Regions from separate parts of the Macaca mulatta genome. Here region 2 is linked to region 1. A link is a contact called in public Hi-C data. All regions are on one chromosome and are shown on one strand. Each heading gives the region's core, a stretch centred on a gene start, on an enhancer-like site or on the middle of the called end of the contact. The rest is flanking DNA. Distances are from core to core; before and after follow the strand shown. Region 1 holds the start of CARMIL3 (capping protein regulator and myosin 1 linker 3). Region 2 holds the start of PCK2 (phosphoenolpyruvate carboxykinase 2, mitochondrial).

Region 1 (5,519 bases), core at 2,127-4,626:
CTCACACGGGCTGAGGGCAGTGGTCCACACTGGGAAGAGGGTCAGCTCTCTTCTTTTTCCAGGGGTGGCTCAGTGGTATTCCTGCCCTCTGTAGCAGCCTTCAGTCCATCTCTTGTAAGAAACCTTTTGTCTGCCCCTTCCATCCCATCCTCCACTCTACATCTTTCCACCCCTCCTGTTACATAACCCAAAGAAGTTTGTGTCCCCTTTTAGAATCACACCAAGTCCCTGCCCTGCAAGATGCCTTGCCTCCACAAACCATAACCTGGGGGAGGTTTAGCCACAAGACAGTTTCCTAACTGTGCCCCTCCCTTACAGGAGATCCCTATTGAGCACTGCCCTTTCTGTCTAGTAATTAGAACCAAGAATGACCTGGAAACTATGAGTCTGACACATTCCCTTCTTTCTCCAGGGCTTCAGTCCTTACAGTGTCAGTAAAACAGCCTTACTGGGCCTCACCAAGACCCTGGCCATAGCGCTAGCCCCAAGGAACATTAGGGTGAACTGCCTAGCACCTGGACTTATCAAGACCAGCTTCAGCAGGATGGTGAGGAAGGGGAGCTCTGCATCCCACTGGAACCCCTTGAAAGGCATCCATCTTCTTGGACAGGGAAGCCCAGTACCTGATTCCTAAACTCTCAACCACTCCATTCTCCTTCCTTGGGCTTTTCCATATTCCCTCTCTGTACCAACTGCCCTTTCCAAGCCAGACTCCTATCAAACCTTTCCTGAGGTATAGGGTGGAGACTGAGGTATTCAGACTCTACTCACACTGTTTCCTCTCTCCTTACATGGATGAGAATTGGAGAGATGCAGCAAAATGCATCACTAGAACCTGAAACAAATGAAACACATGACGGCAGTGGGGAGAGCTGGGAGCTAGAAAAAGAAATAGGAAGTGAAAGAGGGAAGTCTGTCCATCCTTACTCTCTTGCCATGAGGACAGGCAGTTTCTTCCCTTTCTGTTCTTCGCTTTCCTCTTCTTAAACATAAAGACATTTCCCTTCTTCCTGCAGCTCTGGATAGACAAGGAAAAAGAGGAAAGAATGAAAGAAACTCTGCAGATCAGAAGGTAAAACCATCATGCGGTCAAGGGCCCTAAGAGGCATGAAGATGGAAAGGTCTGGTCCCTAGCAGCCCACAGTCCACTGTCTCAGTCCCACAGATAACACAGGCAGGCTCTCCTCTGCCTCACAGACCACAAATTCATAAACACTCTCACTGCAGTGGCCTGAGCAAGAAGTCAGCTTCCCTTTCAAAAGGTAAACCCAGAGACATCGGGGTTTCAGCAGTGCAGAGCTCTGGGAGAAGTCCTGAGTCCTTTCTCCACCTGGGAGATTGCCTCCACCTCTGAGCATCCATGGAGACCAAAGACCAAAACCAAAACCATGCATTTTTAGTTCCCTTGAATAATGACACATGTTTATGAAACTCAGGTTGATGATCTACAATCCAAATGAAAAGAATGAAGAGCTTTACTAAGCCCCAAACTCCCCTTGCCTAAGGAGTTACTTTCTTCCCCAGTGAGCTGGGTGAACTGTTCAAGCACCTTTGTCGGGCTCCCTTTCCTCTAAATTCCCTGCCTCTCTCTATCTTCTGGCTTCGAGGACAGATGCCAGCAATGCCTAACTCTGTACTGGTCCAGACATCCCAAATCTTCCCAAAGGCATTCTGATGTCAGGCATGAGCTGCAGGCCTAGTTTGTAACTCATTAATAATTCGGGATTGTCATCCTAGAGCTCCAATGAATTGATCTAGCCCATGTAGCTCGATCCTGGATTCACATTAGAATCACCTGGGGAGCTTTTTAAACTGCAGATGCTCAGGCCCCACCCACTCCCAGAGATTCTTTTGTAATTGGTCCAAGGTAGGACTTGACCATCTGGGCTTTTGTTTTTCTTTGTCTTTTCTTTTCTTTTTTTTGTTTTGTTTTGTTTTTTTGTTTTGTTTTGTTTGTTTGTTTAAGCCTCTCAAATGATTGCAAGGTACAGCTAGAATGGAGAACCATTAATTCAGCCCTTGTATGTTTGAGTTACTCACTTTGCCCACCTCTAGAGCATTCTATGGCAGGCAAATTAAAGTGTCTCCTAACTATGCAGTCACTGATAAAATAAGAATTAGCACATTCTCACCAAATGAACCTAACTTTAAGGGACAAGTATAGATTCCTGAAAAAGTTGTCTGTAAGTTGAACCTGTACAAATGGAATCATTTTAAACACACCATTTACTGTCACACAGATTCCCTGATACTTTAGTGTGTGCACATGTGAAACCATTTTTTTTTCTGAAGTATGAAATAATTGCTTACTATTTTATCTGTATAACTTTGGATTTTGGTGTCCTGAGCTCTCTAAAAAACAGTGTGTTTCTACAGTATTTGAATATTATGGGTAATGGTTTTTGCAGAGTACAGTATGCTCATACTAAATTATAACAGCATATCCTCATGGTAACACTATTTGATAGGCGGAAAGCTTGTACACTGATCCTGAAAAGTCATCTGATAATTCTTGATTAAGCAAATTTCATTCCCTGTGGGCCGAGTGAGGGAGGCAGACCTGTTTGATTTTTACTCCCTTTCTTGCTTCCCCTATTCCCCAGGTTAGGCGAGTCAGAGGATTATGCTGGCATCTTGTCTTTCCTGTGCTTTGAATATGCCACCTACATCACTGGGGAGACAGTGGTGGTGGGTGGAGGAACCCCGTCCCGCCTCTGAGGACCTGGAAACAGCCCATGGGGCAGTGTTGGGCTCTAGCTCCTGGTGCTGTTCCTCCATTCATCCACTGGCCTTTCCCACCTCTCCTCACCTTACTGTTCACCTCATAAAATCAGTTCTGCCCTGTGAAAAGATGCAGCCTTCCCTGCAGTCAAGGTGGTGTCTTACTCAGGATTCCTGCTGTTGTTGTGGCCTTGGGTAAAGGCCTCCCCTGAGAACACAGGACAGGTCTGCTGACAAGGCTGAGTCTACCTTGGCAAAGACCAACAGATATTTTTTGCCCGGGCCACTGGGGAATTTGAGGGGAGATGGGAGAGAAGGAAGCTGGAGTGGAAGGAGCAGAGTTGCAAATTAACAACTTGCAAATGAGGTGCAAATAAAATGCAGATGATTGCAGGGCTTTGAATCGAATCCACGTGTTCATTTCTCAGTGTGGGGTGCTTAGCTGAGCAGAGAGCAGAAGTCTGGCCAGGCTGGATCTCTGGATCCCCCAGCCCTCCTCCCTGTCTCCAGGACCTGAGCGTGATGTGCAGGGGTGGAGGTGTCTGCAGAGCTGCCAACTGGAAGGAAGGTGGCACGGGAACTCCCAGGACACCACGGGGATCCCCGAGGCAGGGCGAGCCGGGCGAGGGTGGGGAAGGATGAACTCTCTAACATCTCCCCGCCCCTTGCCTCCCAGATCTGGCCAGGTCCCCTTCTGGCATGGCCCTAGGTCCCGAGTTCCCTCCCGAGTCAGCAAGGACAAGCTGAACAGGTCCTGAGCCGGTGGGGAATAGAGAAACGCCCTGCAAGCTGCCCAGGCCCACAAACAAAAGAAATGGGTTCTGCCCACTGGCCCGAGGAATAGTAGACGGAAAGCGGGGACGCTGCCCCCTACCCCGAAGGCCCGGACACCTGGCGACGCACACCGGCCCGCTCACGCGGGAGCCGGCGAGAGGGGTCCGCGTGAGCGCGCGCGGGGGGTCTCACGCTGCTCGGCCGCGCGTCGCGCATGCTCAGTCGGGCAGCTCTCCGGGCGGGGCGGGGGAGCCGGCGCTCCGTGGCCGGGGGAGGAGCGCTCAAGCAGCCGCCCCTGACCCGAGCGGGCTCGGCCGCTGCTGCAGCGCTCAGCGCCTGGGCCCTGCCGAAGCCGGGTCTAGCATGTGCTGCGGCTCCCCAGCGGTGGCGGCGGCTCCTCTGCAGCAGCCTCAGCAACAGCGGCCGCCATGGCCAAGCCCAGCGTGGAGCTCACCCGCGAGTTGCAAGGTACGAGGCTGCCTCGGTCTCCGGGACGCCCCGTCCGGGAGCATCCCAGACCCAGCGCGTTCCTCCCCGCGGTGCACCCCAGCCCGGTGTCTCACACCCCTCACCCCATGCATCCCGGCTCCAAGGCAGCCCCTGCATCCCAGTCCGGGCATCGCTGTCCCCGGAGCACCTCCGCTGCCTGCTTCGCCTCACCCGGTCGGGACCTTCCTGTCCCGGAGCCGCCCGTCCCGCCCTTCGGTGACAGGTGCAGTTCCCTGGCGCTCTCTGGGGCTGACTCTCGGCGTTCCTGGCCCACCTTCGGCGAAGCGTCCGGTCTCCCCTCCGGAGAGTCCCCGCTTCCCCGCCGGGCGGGGCCAAGCCCGCCCCTCCCGGCAATGGGAGCTGCCCCTGGTCCTGACCGCTGCGTGGCTTAACACCCTCCCTCCTCCCGGCCCCGCCCCGGAACTGGCCCTGAAGAGCCCCTTAGGAGCTGGGCAGCGCCCAGGCCAGTGGGGCAAAGAAGAGAGTCAGGGAAGAGGCCCTGGATTGGAGCTAAAACCAAGAGCAGGAGGGTCTCTGCGGCTCGCCTCCCACAGCCCCCGTCCCAGCCTGCCTCCTTCTAGCTACCCACCACCCACACATCAAGGCTGCTCCCGTTTGCATGGTTCTCAGACCTAGCCCAAACCCAGGCCCGGCCACCCAGCACTGCCACAACCCTGACCCCCAGAGACGGGAGCACAGGCTAGCCCACGCAAAGCGCAGGATGCTCATGGATACTCAGAGGCATGCTGCACCGTGGCGGTCTCCCACACCTGCACACACACACAGCACAATCGTGAGACGTGTGTAAACACATCTTCACAGAGATGGCACCCCAGCACACGCGCGCGCGCGCACACACACACACACACACTATATCTGGGTGGTTCTGCCAGCAGATGGTATGGGTCTCATTTAAACGTTAATTCTTCTCCCTGCCCAACACACAGGGAGGAACTGTCTGGCTCTGTGCCCCTTCCACAGCATACTCATTCACACTTACCTGTCCCCACCAATGCCACACTCAGACTCCCTGACATCTCCAGGAGGCATGCACACTCTCATAGTAAAGGCAGACACTCACACCCAGACCACCTAGAATATAGTCAAAGGGACACCCCACACCCCCACACACTGACTCACTGTGTATGTGTCAATGGCTGTTGTAGTGCATGGGTTGGAAATTCTTCACACCCTTAGAAGTGTAAGACACACCCTCCCACAGACAGTCAGCAACCGTCCCCTGACTCAGGGACATCAGGAGCCAGAGTTTTCTCCATATTCTACTCCTTCTCTAATAGGAAGAGAAAAGCCAAAAAGAAAGAGTGTGAAAAGTCACCCAAGCAGGAAAGGCCTCTGTCCCTGTCCTCCCTTGTCTCTCTGTTTCTCTCTCATCCCATTTGACCCTGACCCTGCCTCTATCTGGAGAGCTCTGGGAGGTGGAGGTGGCCAGGGTAAGGGGAAGCTCTGAGCAGGCTCCCACTCACCCTCAGACAGTATCCGGAGGTGCCTGAGCCAAGGGGCCGTGCTCCAACAAC
Region 2 (5,902 bases), core at 3,186-5,685, 43 kb after region 1:
CCTGGGGAGTATCTGCAACTGGAAGCACACTCTGAGACAGAACCTTGTTTGCAAGTGGTTTATTGGGCGGGGGGCAGGGAGCCTTTCGAAGAAAGTGAGAGTAGCAGGACGGGAGAGAGGGAACAGTTGAATGGCACTGCAGCTGTAATCAGCTGAGCCTAAAGAGCTCTGGGACTGGGATGGACCTTCAGAGTTGTCCCAAACTGAGGCAAAGGGCTAGGCCTCTGTACTTTGTAACAACCATTCATTGGATACATTCTGCCCCCAGGAAGCAGGCATTGCATTTGGTGAGACAGCTCCCTTTGGCCACAGATAGTGCTCAAGGAAGTACTCAGCTGTGAGCCATCAGCAGCCAACACTCAGCAGCTGGAACAATGAGCACCATGATCCTGAAGGGGGAATCTGGGCTGCACACCACAGCATCCACTACTCGGGGGCTGTGAGACTTCAAGGATGAACCCAGAGGCCCCAGGGAGGACAGTGCAGATCAGGGCAAGGCTGGTCACACTCTGCCCCCTGGTGGTACTCCTTGGACATGGGGCCAGCTGGTGGTCCAGGCTCCCCTGGCAGGGAACTAAAGAAAAGTGTGTGGCAGATAACGGGAAATGAGCAGTGCAAGGAAATCCGCACATGAGCCCCTTGCTCCATTTGCCTAAAGCTAGAGAAGAAAGTAATGGTGAGGAAGAATGATTCAGAAACATGGCACTCATTCATTCTTTTATTCAACCAACTTTTATTTTTTTTTTATTTTTATTTTTTTTTTTTTGAGACGGAGTCTAGCTCTGTTGCCCAGGCTGGAGTGCAGTGGCCGGATCTCAGCTCACTGCAAGCCCCGCCTCCCGGGTTCACGCCATTCTCCTGCCTCAGCCTCCCGAGTAGCTGGGAGTACAGGCGCCCGCCACCTCGCCCGGCTAATTTTTTTTTTGTATTTTAGTAGAGACGGGGTTTCACCGTGTTAGCCAGGATGGTCTCGATCTCCTGAACTCGTGATCCGCCCGTCTCGGCCTCCCAAAGTGCTGGGATTACAGGCTTGAGCCACCGCGCCCGGCCTCAACCAACTTTTATTAAGTGCCTATTATAGGCCAGGTACTGCTAGGAACTAGGAAAAAAACAAGACTGAAATCATCACTCTAGTGAGGATTACAGAGATATAAAAGTAACTACAGTATAGTAAAGTGTGATAAGTACAAAAATATAGGCATATACATGGGATAGAAGCAACACAGATGAAATAGATGTTCATTCTAAGGGATGAACAGAAAAGGCGTGTGTGTGTGTGTGTGTGTGTGTGTGTGTGTGTGTGTGTGTGTGTGAGACACAGTCTTGCTCTGTCGCCCAGGCTGGAATGCAGTGGTGCGATCTTGGCTCACTGCAACCTCTGCCTCCCGGGTTCAAGCAATTCTCCTGCCTCAGCCTCCTGAGTAGCTGGGACTACAGGCGTGTGCCACCACACCGAGCTAATTTTTGTATTTTTAGTAGAGACAGGGTTTCACCATGTTGGCCAGGCTGGTGTGTGTTTAATTTGAGTGCAGATGTCCAGAAAAAGTTCACAGAAGTGCTCTGGAAACTTCAGAGTTCAATACGTAGGAGAAAAGGAGGCAAGTGGGGATGTGGGGGTGACAACATTAGATAAATAGGAGTCAGATTATGAAGGACATAAGATATCATGTGACGGAAAGAGCCTTGAAGAGATTTTAAGCCTAAGAGTGATATGATCTAATTTTTAATGGTAAATCAAGGGGACAGTATAGGATTTACAGGGAGAGGGGGACTTGGTAATTAGTCAGAAAGATCTGGATTCAGATTCCATTTCTCCTTCTAACCAGTTGTGTGACTTTGAGCAAATGACTCTTTAAGCCTGTGTCCACATGTGTAAAATATAGTTGTGAAACGGAATGAGATTATGCATGCAGAGTTGCTGACACAGAGCCTGGCACTTACTGTCCATACCATAAACATTATTCTTCTCTCTTCACTTTCCAAGTGGATTTGCATGCACAGTGTGGGGAGTCGCTTGGTTGGGAGAGGGGTTGGTGTTTGGAGAGGCAGGAGTCCAAGAAGTGCCTTAGAAGCTATCACCTGAGGCCGGGCGCGGTGGCTCAAGCCTGTAATCCCAGCACTTTGGGAGGCCGAGACAGGCGGATCACGAGGTCAGGAGATCAAGACCATCCTGGCTAACACGGTGAAACCCCCTCTCTACTAAAAAAATACAAAAAACTAGCTGGGCAAGGTGGCAGGCGCCTGTAGTCCCAGCTACTCGGGAGGCTGAGGCAGGAGAATGGCGTGAACCCGGGAGGCGGAGCTTGCAGTGAGCGGAGATCCGGCAACTGCACTCCAGCCTGGGCGACACAGTGAGACTCCGTCTCAAAAAAAAAAAAAAGAAGCTATCACCTGAAGCCAGGTGAGAGATACGCCCTGAACTAAGGCCCTGGCCATGGGGATAGTTACAGACTTGAGAGCTAATTGAGAAGTACAGATCCAAAGGTCCTGGCATCTGATTAGCTATGGAGGATAAGAATAGTCTAGACTGATTCCCTTTGGGGCAATTGGACAGATGATGGTGCCATTTGCTGAGGTAGGAAACCATGAGAGCAAGTGCAGGATTATGGAGAACAAGATGACCTTCAGGTCAACCATGCTGCCACCAGTGTGCACACCTTTAGGCCCAAAGGGTGGCCAAGAGGCATCTGTTTGCAGCTGGGTAAGTGTGGACAGAGTTTGGATCTACGGACTGGGGGAAAGAGATCCAAATACATATACCTGAGGTTGAGTATAGGCTACAGCCTGAGGAGGAAGAGACGGGGACCAGCAGCAAGCCCATAGCTGGAGACTAGCTCTCATTATCCCACTATGTTCCAGCATAGAACACCAAAAAATCTGAGAATCAAGATTGTTTCTGTTGCAAGTGGCAGAACTCCAATTAAAATTAGCTTGAGCAAGAAAAGAAATGCATCGATTCCTATAACTGAAATCAGGAATCCATTGCTTGCCATCTCCCTGCTGTGCTTCCTCTAGGCTGGCTTCTTAGACAGGTTCCTGCTTTGCAGTGCCAAGCTAATACCCAGCAGCTCCAGGTTTATATTCTACCAGCTCAGCAACTCAGCAGAAATAGCTCACTTCCAAAGTTTTCAGAAAAAGTCCCGGAGAGGGATCTCATGCCCATCCTTGAACATCCCTGATTGCTGTGGCCAGAGTGAGGAACACAAAAGTTGGCTAAACTGCAAGCCTACCCCCAAGAGGGGTGACATAAGACCCACATGACAATACAGACTGAGGGGATGGTTCCCCAGAAGAAAATCAGAGTGCTATTACCAGAAAGGAGGAGTGGATGCTGAGCAGACACCCATCATAGGTAAGCTGAGTTTGAGGTGCTATATAGCATTGTGGGTGATATCCAGTGGTCTCAGGTTGGAGAGAGATGTCTGAATGGAGATACAGCTTGAGAAATCACCTGAGGACCTTACGGTGGTAGCTGGGTGAGCAGATGCATTTCCTCATTGGATTGTGGAGAGAAAGAATGACCACGCCGGGCGTGGTGGCTCACACCAGTAATCCCAGCACTTTGGGAGGCTGAGGCGGGTGGATCACGAGGTCAGGAGTTGGAGACCAGCTTGGCCAACATGGAGAAACCCCATCTCTACAAAAAATACAAAAAATTAGCCGCGTGTGGTGGCGGGCGCCTGTAATCCCAGCTACTCTGGTGGTTGAGGCAGGATAATTGCTTGAACCCAGGAGGCGGAGTGTGCAGTGAGCCGAGATCCACCACTGCACTCCAGCCTGGGTGACAGAGTAAGACTCCGTTGGGGGTGGGGTGTGTGCCAGGGCAGGAGAATGACCAGATCAGAGGACCAAGGAAGAGACTCAGGGGTGGAGAGACTCCACCATTTCACAGTAAGACAGAAAGGAGCCTTGATCAGGAGGAGAAGCGGGGATTTAGGAGTTGGGAACTAAGTGGACCTTGGCATTGGGCACTTGGAATACAGAAAGGCCCAGGGCTCAGGGCTTCGGGTCCCTAGGAGGAGGAACTGAAAAGGCAATGCCCAACCCCCTAACTTCTAGACGTCTGGCCCTTTGGCCTCCCGCCCCTGGCCTCGCCCCTCGTTCCTAGCTTGTTTGCCACCTAGTGTCTCTCCGGGGAGCAAGAGTCCTCAAAGTTACATCATGTGCGGCGGGTAGGGCGGTGGCGGATGGGGGCGGGACCTCGAAGTCGGGGGCCGAAGGGTGGACCCAGTCCTCCAATGGGAGAGGTGGGTTTGGCGGTTGGGAGGCAGAGGTTGGGGCGGTGGCTGGGCCGACCTGGGGCCTGGAGCCCCAAGGCCGAGGGAGCCAGCCTGCTGGCAGGGCGGAGGAAATCTCGCGCCAGCCCTACCAGGTTCCGCCCCCGCGCCTGCCCCCCTCCTTTTTAAGCGCCTCCCGCCAGCCTCTGCTGTGGCTCGCTTCGCCGCGCTCCCTTCTTCCCCGCCTTCCATATCTCCCCGGCTCCGCTCGGTTCCGTGGCCACCCCGCAGCCCCTGCCCAGGTGCCATGGCCGCATTGTACCGCCCCGGCCTGCGGTGAGTGACCCCCGGCCCGGGGCCCACCCGCACCTTCCGCTGCGCTCGCCCCCTCGGGGCTGCCAGTGGCGCTCCCCTGCTCTCAGCCTCCGCCAGGTTTCCCGTCCTAGGCGGAGGCGGGCAGGGGCGACTGCTGTGGGTCCAGCCTCCCGCGCCGTGCGTCTCTTGGGAGGGCAGCCGGCCGGTGCTCCTCGTTTCCGCCCGCACCTCCCCTTCTCTGCCTCGCTCGCCTCCGACCGCGCGATCTCTGTCTGTCACTCTCAGAACTTCCTCTCCCTCCTCGCTCGTCTCTGCTGAGTCGGGTCTCCGCATATCCTCCTTTCCTTCCCAGATACCTCCCTCGGACCTCTACCGGGCTCCCAGCCAGCGCCCCAGGGTACTTCGAGAGGCAGCAGGGCCCTGGGGACAAGGGTACGTGAGCCCCGGGAGACTGAGCTCAGACCCCTTAAAGAAGATGGAAGGTTAAACATCCATTCCCGGCCTTTCCCGGACTGGAAGGACTGGAACCTGGCGGGAAGTCCAGGGCAGCCCGAGGGACCTGGGGCCAGGAGAGGGAGGCAAGCAAGGTGGGAGGAGGGTGCCAAGTTGCCTTCGTTTCTTACATAGCTGGCTTCTTCCTCTGTCCAGGCCTGGAGCCCCCAGGCTCGTCCTGTTCGTCTGCTCCTCCTCTTAGTCTCCTTTCTATTTATTCTCTGAGGCCTCTCTTCTCAGCTTTTGTCTCAGAGTCGGAAGTGACCCACATCTCTCGCACAGCCCGTTCCACGTGGGCAGCCCTTGTGGGTAGTCTTTGAAGGAAAGGTCCCACTTAGGGGGCTGTAGGAGGGTGTGGGGGCTTCACAAGAGAGAACGTGAGCGAGGCTCCAACTGGAGAGAGGCTCTCCTCAAGGATGTGTGTCTTGAAGATTAATGCTCAGGGAGAACTTCCCTCTGAGGCAGGAACAGACCCAGGTCCCAGTAGCCCTCCTCCCCTGCCCCTGGGGCCACACTGTTCATCTATCCTGCTTTAGCGGAAACCACCCCAGCTTCTACCCCAGCCAGACTCAAGCTCCCGCATCCATGCTCTGAGCTTTCTCCCTTCCCCAGGCTAACACCCTCTGAGTCCCAGCTGCCAGCAGGCTGCTGTTTCACCCTCCCACCAACACCAAAGCTCTCTAGGCATGTGGCCTCTAGGAAGGAGAGCCAGGGGAAGTACGGAGTCAGCGGTCCTGGGTGTGGGGGCAGTTTCTGATGGGCGAGGCCTTGGTAGAGGAGGAGAGTAACATCCTTCTCATGGCCTTTGCTCTCTCAGGCTTACTCCACCTTGGGTCCAGGCCAATCAGAGCAGACCTTGCTTCTCTCTCCCCCAGGGC

Evidence for each region. Hi-C and Micro-C count contacts between places; a contact is called where the count stands out from the background.
Region 2: a contact with region 1 is called in a Hi-C map of blood, with 4 times the contacts expected there. The contact joins the promoter of PCK2 here to the promoter of CARMIL3 in region 1. A contact is called at or near these places in 5 of 14 Hi-C or Micro-C datasets (CD4 T cells, blood, fetal cortex germinal zone and 2 more).

The regions. Positions count from the first base shown.
Region 1 is chr7:97,162,159-97,167,677 of T2T-MMU8v2.0, forward strand. It overlaps CARMIL3 (capping protein regulator and myosin 1 linker 3), which reads left to right and starts at 3,377. Exons shown (of 40, transcript XR_013396131.1): 1 at 3,377-3,963; 2 at 5,475-5,519. It overlaps DHRS4L1 (dehydrogenase/reductase (SDR family) member 4 like 1), which reads left to right. Exons shown (of 5, transcript NM_001277870.2): 3 at 413-547; 4 at 1,017-1,072; 5 at 2,604-3,129. The coding sequence ends at 2,718. All of the region lies in intron 1 of LOC144330191 (a long non-coding RNA gene), which reads right to left.
Region 2 is chr7:97,203,849-97,209,750 of T2T-MMU8v2.0, forward strand. PCK2 (phosphoenolpyruvate carboxykinase 2, mitochondrial) reads left to right here and starts at 4,436. Exons shown (of 10, transcript NM_001265937.2): 1 at 4,436-4,553. The coding sequence starts at 4,525. The region is part of intron 1 of NRL (neural retina leucine zipper); the gene reads right to left.